2 separate regions of the Gossypium hirsutum genome follow, and region 1 is linked to region 2. A link is a contact called in public Hi-C data. All regions are on one chromosome and are shown on one strand. The core of a region is the stretch at or near the end of the contact, and the rest is flanking DNA. Distances in the headings are between cores, read along the strand shown. Region 1 has its middle 12 kb from the start of LOC121218775. Region 2 holds the start of LOC107901038 (20 kDa chaperonin, chloroplastic).

Region 1 (4,798 bases), core at 371-2,870, 180 kb before region 2:
ATGTGACAGTTATAGAGAGAATTGATTGTATTATGTCAATTTTAAAAACATCAATGTCATCTTTCTGTTAACCATTTAACTATTAATAACTAAAAAAATTGAATAATTAAATAACTATTTTATAACTTTTCATAAATAATAATAAAAAATTACTTGAGTAACAATATAGTTTAGCCTAAAATGTATTAGAGAATTTGAGTTGTGTGATCCTTAACCAAAAGAGGCAAGGTGGAGCATGAAACGCGTTGACGAAGTGAGGCCAAGGAAAATAAAAGCAGCGATGGCTAGGGGTGTTCAATCTGTTAACCGACCCAAACTACCATTAATCAAATTAATCGACCTTTTTAAACCCTTAACTGTTAACCGAACCGAAATTTTTTTAAAAAATATTAATCGAACCGAACTTTTTCGGTTAATTCGGTTGGTTAACTTAATTAACCGAAATTTATATGTTTTCTTATTTTTGGTTAAAACAAGTATAAAACATATAAAAGAATTAACCAACTTAACTGACCGATTAATTTATATTTTCAAAAAATTTAACCGAAACGACCGAATACTTTTATATTATAATATTATTTATTAAATTCGATTAACCAATCGATTTCGAACTGAATTAACTGTTAATTGAATTTCTAAAAAATTATTACCCGAAATTTGTACACCCCTAATGATGACGGATGAGGCGTAGAAGCCCCCACGTCAAGTGGGCGCACAATCCATTGGGTCCACTTTTATTTTATCTGTATTTGATTGTAGGAGTAGGCCGATCCATCTCCCGTGATGTGAAGTGCCCCCAGTCGGTGCTCCTCGCATACCCTCATTTCAATGCCCACTTTTAAGTTACAATTAATTAATTAATTAAAATAAGACATAATTCTTGAAATTTGGTTGAAAAATTAGGTTGGGGGAAGTAATTTTGAGGACCTTCCCTGGAAGCGTTTTGTTTGACTTGAGCATCAAAGGCGGTCCCCAAAATTAAACTCCAAACAAAACATAGTTTTCCAAATAAATATTAAGGAGTACAATATACGGATAAAACACATGGCCCCTTCCCTTTCACTCATTATTAACAATCATTTACGTACAATGTCAACCATTTTTGTTTTATAACAATCTAAGATGGAAACAATACACTTGGATTATTACATTTTAAGTATTTTTTTTATTCGACAATCAATAATTATATCAATTTTCAGTTGAAATACTTTTAACTTTTGACAGTAATTGGGAGCATGTCTACATTCAAATTGCCTTCTCTTTAGGGAATTAATATAAGAAAGAAAGGTTTTCTTATATATATAAAAATTGTAAAACGTAATTATTTAATTAATGGCATGTTGCGGTCATGTCAGATTCCGAAGCCGACAAGTCCATTATTTGATAAATGAATGAGGCATATTTATTTATAAACACTATATTATAGGAGTTCATTAGTACAAAAAAGAATAATATTATAGGAGGTCATTGTGAATCGTGGCTCCCCCACGTGAACCGGAATAATATATAATATCCAAAACATACGTACACAATTAGATTCCAGCAGTGCAACGCAGATGCAGCCTACAAAATTAAAAGATACATAGATGAGAGAGCTGCACCTGTCCTAACCCTACTATTTACTATTACTATTCTTTGTCGGTGTGACGTGACAATGAAACTTAGAATTCAGTTCCTGTGAGGTCCCACCCTAACTTTGCCCTCAACTCCGAATGGACAAAACGCCACCTCAAGTTGTAAAAATCAACTATGGTTCTTCTCTAAATTGGAAAATTGGAGAAGCTGGGGTGGCTGCAATTGCCAGGAACGGCAATGGAGATATTGCAGATAGAACCAACTCGTTGATGCATGTGTCTACGGCATTAGCGGCTGAAGCCCAAGCTATAAGGCTGGGTTCCATACTTGCGGCTGATAACAACTGGCAGTCTGTGGAATTTGAACCTGACAATCTTCAACTCATTCAATGCTTATAAAAAAAGAACCAGTGCCCTTGGGAGATTTTTGGAATTGCTGTAGATATTCTATCGATAGTTTCTAGAGTTAATGATGTATCGTTTAAGTTTATCAAAAGGAACTGTAATCGAGCTGTTGACTGGATCGCAGGAAAAACTAGGATTCATTCTTGTCCATCAAACTGGGCTCAAGTTCCACCTGTGGAACTAGTAACACTATATTAATCTGGTTCCTATTGAATGAAAGATTTGTTGAACAAAAAAAAAACTTAGAATTCGGTCTTTGATTGTTTATTTTAGTTAATATTTTGATTACTCATCCATTAAATCATTATTAGAATGTTGGTATGACTTTTTTTTATCATTTTAATAATAAAATTAACCTTTCAATGTTTACAGATTCTATCAATTCAGTCTTAATTTTAAAAAATTCGACAAATTTAACCATCAATTTTATACACATGATTTAAATGTTTATTTAAAATTAAAATTAAAATTAAAATTAAAAAATTTGACAAATTTAACCATCAATTTTATACACATGTTTACAGATTCTATCAATTCAATCTTAATTTTGTCAATTTAATATTGATTCTTAAAAATTCAAAATTAAAATTAAGAAACTTTAAAAATAAAAATGAACATGATTATAAAAATACATATAAAATTATAATAAATGAATAACCATTTTCTCTTTTTCTAACATGAAATTTATTTGTTAAACCAATAATTATATAAATAAAAAAATTTTCTTAAAAATCTCACAAACAGTACTTAAACTAAATTCAAACGTTTCCTTTTTTTTATTCTATAAATAATAATTTGTTTATCATACACCTAGCCTTATTCCTTAATCTTCGTCAAATTTGTCGAATGTTGGGAACTGTGTTTGCCTACAACCACTGGCATCAATAATTCTTACTTTGAACTCCTTGACTTTCACATTCTCTATTGTTGTGTCATCATACCAGGAAACAGTTGTGGAGCTCTCTACATGGCCTTCCACCTACTGGGTATTCAAGACCTCATCCTCGCATATATATTCTCAATCATCCCCGCCCTCAAGCACAGCATCAAACACAAAAAACACGTTCTGGCAACAACTTAAAAATATTAATTCTTACCTTTTTCAACCTCACGTTATAGTTTTTGACCCAACGAAAACATTGTTGTCGTTAATGTTAAAAAAAGAATATGTTTAAGTCTTATTCCCCTAAATTGCTTTATTTAATAAATAAATGTAAAGTTAGAAAATGAAAAAAAAATAGATATTCATTTATTTATAAATATTTTTATAATTTATATGTATTATTATAAATTCTTATATATTTTTATTGAAAGATGAACTTTTTAACTATATTTTTTTATTTTTAAAATTTTTAAACTCATACTTAATGTAAACTCACTTACCACTCAACTGAAGGTCGTGGAAAACACTCTCAATGAATGACAAATAACACTCAAATTGCAATGTCTAAAATGCTGTAAAATGAACTATTTAGTGCACTCTAAATTCCATTATGATAATGAAGGAAGAAGGTTCCTTATATAGGTTGATCTAAAGCTAAATATGGGGATAGGATCATCCTCCTTGAAACAGAGATAGAATAATAGATAAATATTCTTGAAATGTTTGATACTGATCCCCTAATCTCCTTGCTCAAAACCCAACCCATAATTTCTGGACTCTCACATATGTCCATCACTCAACACTCAGAATTTTGTAACATACTATCAACAATCAACGCATCAACAGTTTCCACTAACCATATTATTTTCAGAAAAAGAAAGAGTAAAAATTCAATTTTAGGAAGTTGACTTTTGAGCGGTATTTATTAAGTATATGATTAAGTTGATGTTACGAGTAAACTGGACATCAATTTAGTTGAGTAATAACGAAAGTGTTCTTACTTTTTAAGATAAATTGTATTATATTAAAGGTGTTATTTTTTATATTTTATATCTTTTATAAAGCAAAATTAGGAAAATATACAAATGATAAAATTTGAATCTAAACTTCTATAGACTATATTTGTTACATAAATTTGTTTTCACCTATATAATGGGTGTGCAATAAATTTATTTAAAAAATAATAATTTTCAATAACCTAATTTTGATTAAATCTAAACAAATTAACAATTCAAAATACTTTTTCTTTCTCTGCGTCAATTTGATGCCTCAAGTCCTTTCCATTTCCATATCTTAGGCTCCTTTAAATGTTTGGTACACACCACTGACATGAATTTCATCCATTTTTTAGCTCAACCTTACAACAATCACTATTTCATTTTTTTGTAGCTACGGTTTTACCCCGTGCAGGTTGGGGAAATTACCAATAAAAGTCGTTTTTTTCAAAATTTATCGAAATGGGCCGATTTTTTTATTATTTACTGGAATGATCCATTTTTCGAGAAATCGCGTCCACGTCATCGCGATGTCAGGGTACATGTCAGGACATCGCGTCCACGTCAGCAGGTCGCGCTGACGTGGACGTGATGTCCTCCGTGCGTGAACAGTACTCCAACGGTAAAAAATTTGACCGTTGCCCCCCCAACGTTCATCTGGTACCGGTGGGAAAACGTGTCTCCATACGTTGCACATGTTTTCTAATTTGTACACTTCGTCCACATAACTTATCGGATCTAGACGGAGTTTCTGACAAGCTACAATAACATGAGCGCATAGATAACAAAGTGCATTAAACTTCCCACAGTCACAAGTCCTGTTTCGCAAGTGTACACAATATTGCCCACCAACAACACCTTGGTGCGATCTGTCAAACTCCGTCACGCGAAACCATAAATTGTCTCGATCGTACACACTGTGTGCATGATGTTTGCCCTCG
Region 2 (5,025 bases), core at 980-3,479:
GGAGAGGAGGGACCTTCTTCTTCCATTTCTTTCAGGAACTTTCGGGCTCTACGCAAAAAGGGGAGTAAAAAAAAGGGCTTTTGGGCGGCGTGACGACGATTGACCGGACCCTTGGTCGGAAGAGGAGAGGGGGGAGAGAGTTTGAAAGGCTTTTGAAATTTTTTTTAAATGATGGGTAAATGGAATTTTTGGTAAAATTTGGGGTTTATATAGCTTACCAAAATGACAACCGTTTTAGATTAAACCCCCCAGACGCTAAACGGCGTCGTTTTGACGCCAGCCCACGCGCAACCCGACCCGCTCCTGGGGGATCCACGTGTTCTCAACGTTTGGGCTATTTTGCGGTGGGTCCTTCCATTTTTTGCCCGTTTCCAATTTGGTCCCCTATGAAGTGGCTCGTTTTTAAGAGTGGGAATGATTTCCCTTTCGGTCCTCTCTCCTTCCGTGCATTTTCAGTTTAATCCTCTGTTCACTTTTTCTTTCTTTTTTTAATAATTTTATCCGTTTAATTTCGTCCTAGTTTTAATTTAGTGCCTAATCCACTTTATTTTAATCCTTTAATTTGTTATTTATTATTTCATTTAATTTTTTATATTCATTATTATTATATTTTAACAGATTACATTTTATTTATATTGTTCATATTAAACTGTTTGATATTATCTATTTTAAATTGTTTCATATATTATTTATTTCGAATTGCTTTCTATTATTTTATCTTAAACTGTTTTATGTATATTATTTATTTTAGATTTTTAGGTGTCATTTCTTTTAAACTATTTCATGTAATGTTTATTTTAAATTGTTTAAAATTGTTTATTTCAAACTATTTTATGTTTTATTTATGTTAAATTTTACATTGTTAATTTTGGGCATTTCGTATTATTCATCTTAAATCTTTATTATTTACTTTAAATTGTTGTTATATTATTTCATTCGTTTTTTATTATTGGCTGGTATTAAAGTAATGTACATCGTGCGATTATTGCTATCATGCGAGTTATGAATTGTTTACTCGTATTTTCATATTGTCGTCATTCATCAATGTAACTCTTTATTCACACATTGTTTTAAACATTATATTAATTTTTACTCAAATATGCAAAAAAAAAAAGAAAATTTTCAAAATAAGGCAATATTTTGTGTTTTAAAATTCGAGAAAACGTGCCCTAACGCATTAGGTTTCGATTTCTCGTTCGACCAAATAGCCAAATATCCTCTTAAAATTTCAAAGTACAGGTTTTGGGAACCATAAAATAATATTGGTTTCGAGGGTTTAAAATATTGTATCCTAACGTGTTGGATGTGATATTCCTTCAAAACAAGAGAATCTTAAAATCCGACTCCTGTTATTCGAGTTTTTTTAAGGATCATATTTTTAAAAAACTCTTCAAAGTTTTCAATCTTCGACATTAAGACACTAATTAATCAACTAGGTACCAATTTTTGGGCATTACGAGGGTACTAATCCTTCCTCGTACGTAACCGACTCCCGAACCCTTTTTCTGAATTTTGTAGACCAAAAGCATTGTTTTAATAAATCCAAACTGTTTGTTAAAAACAACCGTTTTACGAAGTGACCCGATCACACCTCATCAAAAAAGGATTGGTGGCGACTCCTATGTTCTTTTTCATTTTTTAAAAACCAAAGTTGATCCCTTTTTCACAAAAAAAAATGGTTTCGACAATATATATATAATCTAGAAAAAAACATATGAATTATAAAATTTATAAAAAAATTAAAAAGAAATGAGTGGAAATTAATAATATTATTAAAAAAATTTTAAAAAAAAATTCTTTTTGTGACAAATGATGTCTTTTCTGCCACACATCAATATTGTTGTGAAGTATACTTTTTTTTCTTATAATTATACCGCTTTTTATGAGTGCTTTTAACTTTAAAAACAATTACTAATTAATTCGATTATATGAATATGAATGTATTTTTATTTATGGATTAGAAAAGGATTATACTTAATTTTAGATATGGTGTAAAAAATAGGTTAAAAAGAAATATTCATCAATAATTTTATAAACGTCTTACTTAATAATTTCAATAATTATGATTATGTAATTATTTTGAGGTTAAAATATGTAAGTATTTTTTACCTGTTGATGAATATAATTTACCCCCAACAACAAATTAAAATATAATCAAAGAACACAATAGTTTTTACAGCCTCTACTTACGATAAATCTGCAAATTTAAAATTTTGGAATTTTAATTTTCATTTCCACCTTCCAGAAGTCTGTGTTTTTAGGTGCTCTTTGTGTGTTGTTCATCTTGTTCCTCGAAAGCGCGTGGGATATCCTTAACCTGGTGTCTTGTGGGGTTTAACCCGTTTCACTCCTAATCCACTCACTGGAGAGAGGGGCGCGTGATTATCAATTTTCTAGAAGTCTCTTATCAAATAAATAAAACCCATTTTAACACACTAGGGTTTTATCTTCTTTTTAAGACTTCTCCAGTCTCAAGCAACCAAACCAAACAACCCCTTATCCTTTTCCATCTCTCTCAAAGGTATTTTCTTTTTACATATATAGGTTTTTATTCCTAAGAATCATTTATTTGCAGGAATGATTTTTGTGAAATTTGAATACAGAAATGGCTACATCTCAGCTAACAGCGTCGTCAGTGACAGCATCAGCTAGGAACTTGGCTTCATTACAAGGGCTTAGGCTGTCCACTGTCAAATTCTCTTCCTTTGGAACATTAAAGCCTGGGGCTTTGACCAGCAGGTCCTTCAAACGTTTGGTTGTTAAAGCGGCTACCGTTGTTGCCCCTAAGGTATTTCTTCTTATTTCTTTAATTTTTTTATATAATTATTGGTGCTTTCGCTGCTTTGTTGTTGAGTAAACTAGCTTTTTTTCGGTATTGTTTTTCATTCATGTTTACCTGTTTGCTGAATATTTTCACTCGTCGAAGCTTGACCTTTTGGGGCGACTCTGAATGCTTTTTTCTGTTTTAAACATGTTTTAAATGTACGAAACCTGACATGAATTGGTTGCTATTGGCTTATTGGAACTCCAAAAATAATATCAATTTGCTACAATTAGTGTAGCAAAGCCAATCGTTTCCATGGATTCATCTCCTTGTATGTACACTGCTTCTGCTTACATAAAACGATCTTATTGCCCTATGCAGTACACTTCAGTTAAGCCCTTGGGTGACAGGGTGTTGGTGAAGATTAAAGAAACAGAGGAGAAGACTGAGGGTGGCATTTTGCTTCCAACAACTGCTCAATCAAAGCCTCAAGGAGGTGAGGTGGTTGCTGTTGGTGAAGGGAAGACAATTGGGAATACCAAATTGGAAAGTTCTGTGAAGGTGAATTTTCATGGACTAGGTATTCTTCTCAGTTCTTTTCCATTTGTTGCTCCACTATTATACTTCAACAATGCCATGGTTGTGTAGACTGGTGCTCAGGTCATATATTCCAAGTATGCTGGGACGGAGGTCGAGTTCAATGGTGCAAATCATCTTCTCCTAAAAGAGGATGACATTGTTGGACTTCTTGAAACCGATGACATAAAAGATCTCAAACCTCTGAACGACAGAGTTTTCATTAAGGTTCGCCTCCTTCCGAAATCTGTATATTCTTTTTGCCATTGCAATGTTCTGTTGAAGTTTTGATCACCATTCACAAGACAGTGAGTCTCACACGTGTGAATGGTGATGATTTAGTGTATTGAGAAGTAATGGATGAAAAAAGTAAAAAGGGATTGGATATTAATATGGACTTATGAAGGCACCCGGTGGTGTGTTTCAATACCGTTGCAGGTTTCGGAAGCTGAGGAGAAAACTGCAGGAGGTTTGTTGCTGACCGAGGCAAGCAAAGAAAAACCTTCCATTGGAACGGTGAGTAACAGTTAATCAAGTATTTTGGAGGGCATAGAACTTTGTGCTGTGGTGTTGCAAAATGTATTTACTTAATTACATGAATTAAATGAAACAGGTGATAGCTGTTGGACCCGGTACTTTAGATGAGGAAGGTAACCTAAAGCCACTATCGGTCTCGCCTGGAAACACCGTCCTGTATTCAAAGTATGCTGGGAATGACTTCAAGGGCAATGATGGTAGTAACTATATTGCTCTGAGAGCATCTGATGTAATGGCTGCGCTCTATTAGTTGTGTAATAAGGTTTGGTTTTAGGTTTTGAGGTTAAAACTGGATTGAATGGATGAGTTGCTGGTAAGCACAAGGATTTTGTAATTTTTTTTCCTTAAATATAAATGGATGCAGCATTTGGTAAAAAATAAGATTAAGTGAGCACAACGGGATTCCAAGACAGGGTTTGAGATTCCCTGGTTTAATTGCTGTTTCTCATCACGTTGGAAAGCTCATAGACTTGCAGAAGCATTTCAGGATATGGCTCGTTTCCATCGCCGGCTGTAGATAAGAAGTTGAAATAGGTATGTGATTACAAAAGGTTGATGAAACTGCATCAAGAAAGAAAAGAAAATAAATAAAGGCATCTGGTTAGGTTGCCACTCAAATGAAAAACAATATGCTAAATGGTTCTCCAGAAGAGAATCTAAAATAAAATGAAATAAATTTTCACAGATTTGGTTTTTTGTATTTAATATATCTATACCTGTAATTAAAAACTATTGGCTTCCTCAATTATTAATTTCAACACATTCGGGGTTAGTTGGAGTAGATAATTCCTTTTAGGATCAGTAATCCAATTTTGATAAAATTCCATTTGGAGAATCGAAACTTTGCAAAATGGGCACTGTTGTTAGTCATCTCGTTTTGGTAATTAATTTTAGTTTTCGGTAAAGGAGAAAAATATGAGATTTTATGGGAATTATAAACCAATTTATGTTTTTCTTTATTTCTTTTATTTTTTTCTTTTTCCAATAAAAAGGAAAAACCTAGGGTTTACATCAAATTACTTTGGTTTTTATAGGGAAAATTCAAATTAATCTTTTTAATTTTCTTTAATTTTTTCTTTTCTAGAATTAACTTAGTTTTTTTAATAAAAAGTGAGAAACTTAGGTTTTACGGAGAATCGAGCTACAAG

Evidence for each region. Hi-C and Micro-C count contacts between places; a contact is called where the count stands out from the background.
Region 1: a Hi-C map of leaf shows a contact between it and region 2, with 3 times the contacts expected there. The contact joins the enhancer-like site here to the promoter of LOC107901038 in region 2. A contact is called at or near these places in 11 of 34 Hi-C or Micro-C datasets (fibers, hypocotyl, leaf and 1 more).

The regions. Positions count from the first base shown.
Region 1 is chrD06:15,337,398-15,342,195 of Gossypium_hirsutum_v2.1, reverse strand. No RefSeq gene overlaps it. Among protein-coding and RNA genes, the nearest start is that of LOC121218775, 12 kb to the left of the region's middle. Within about 2 kb of position 1,620, at least 4 of the 9 cell types and tissues checked have an H3K27ac peak or open chromatin away from gene starts, as enhancers often do. A contact at or near this core is called in hypocotyl and leaf, where this site is marked.
Region 2 is chrD06:15,156,817-15,161,841 of Gossypium_hirsutum_v2.1, reverse strand. It overlaps LOC107901038 (20 kDa chaperonin, chloroplastic), which reads left to right and starts at 2,229. Exons shown (of 6, transcript XM_016826870.2): 1 at 2,229-2,521; 2 at 2,604-2,788; 3 at 3,146-3,325; 4 at 3,413-3,568; 5 at 3,779-3,856; 6 at 3,954-4,561. The coding sequence starts at 2,606. The coding sequence ends at 4,127.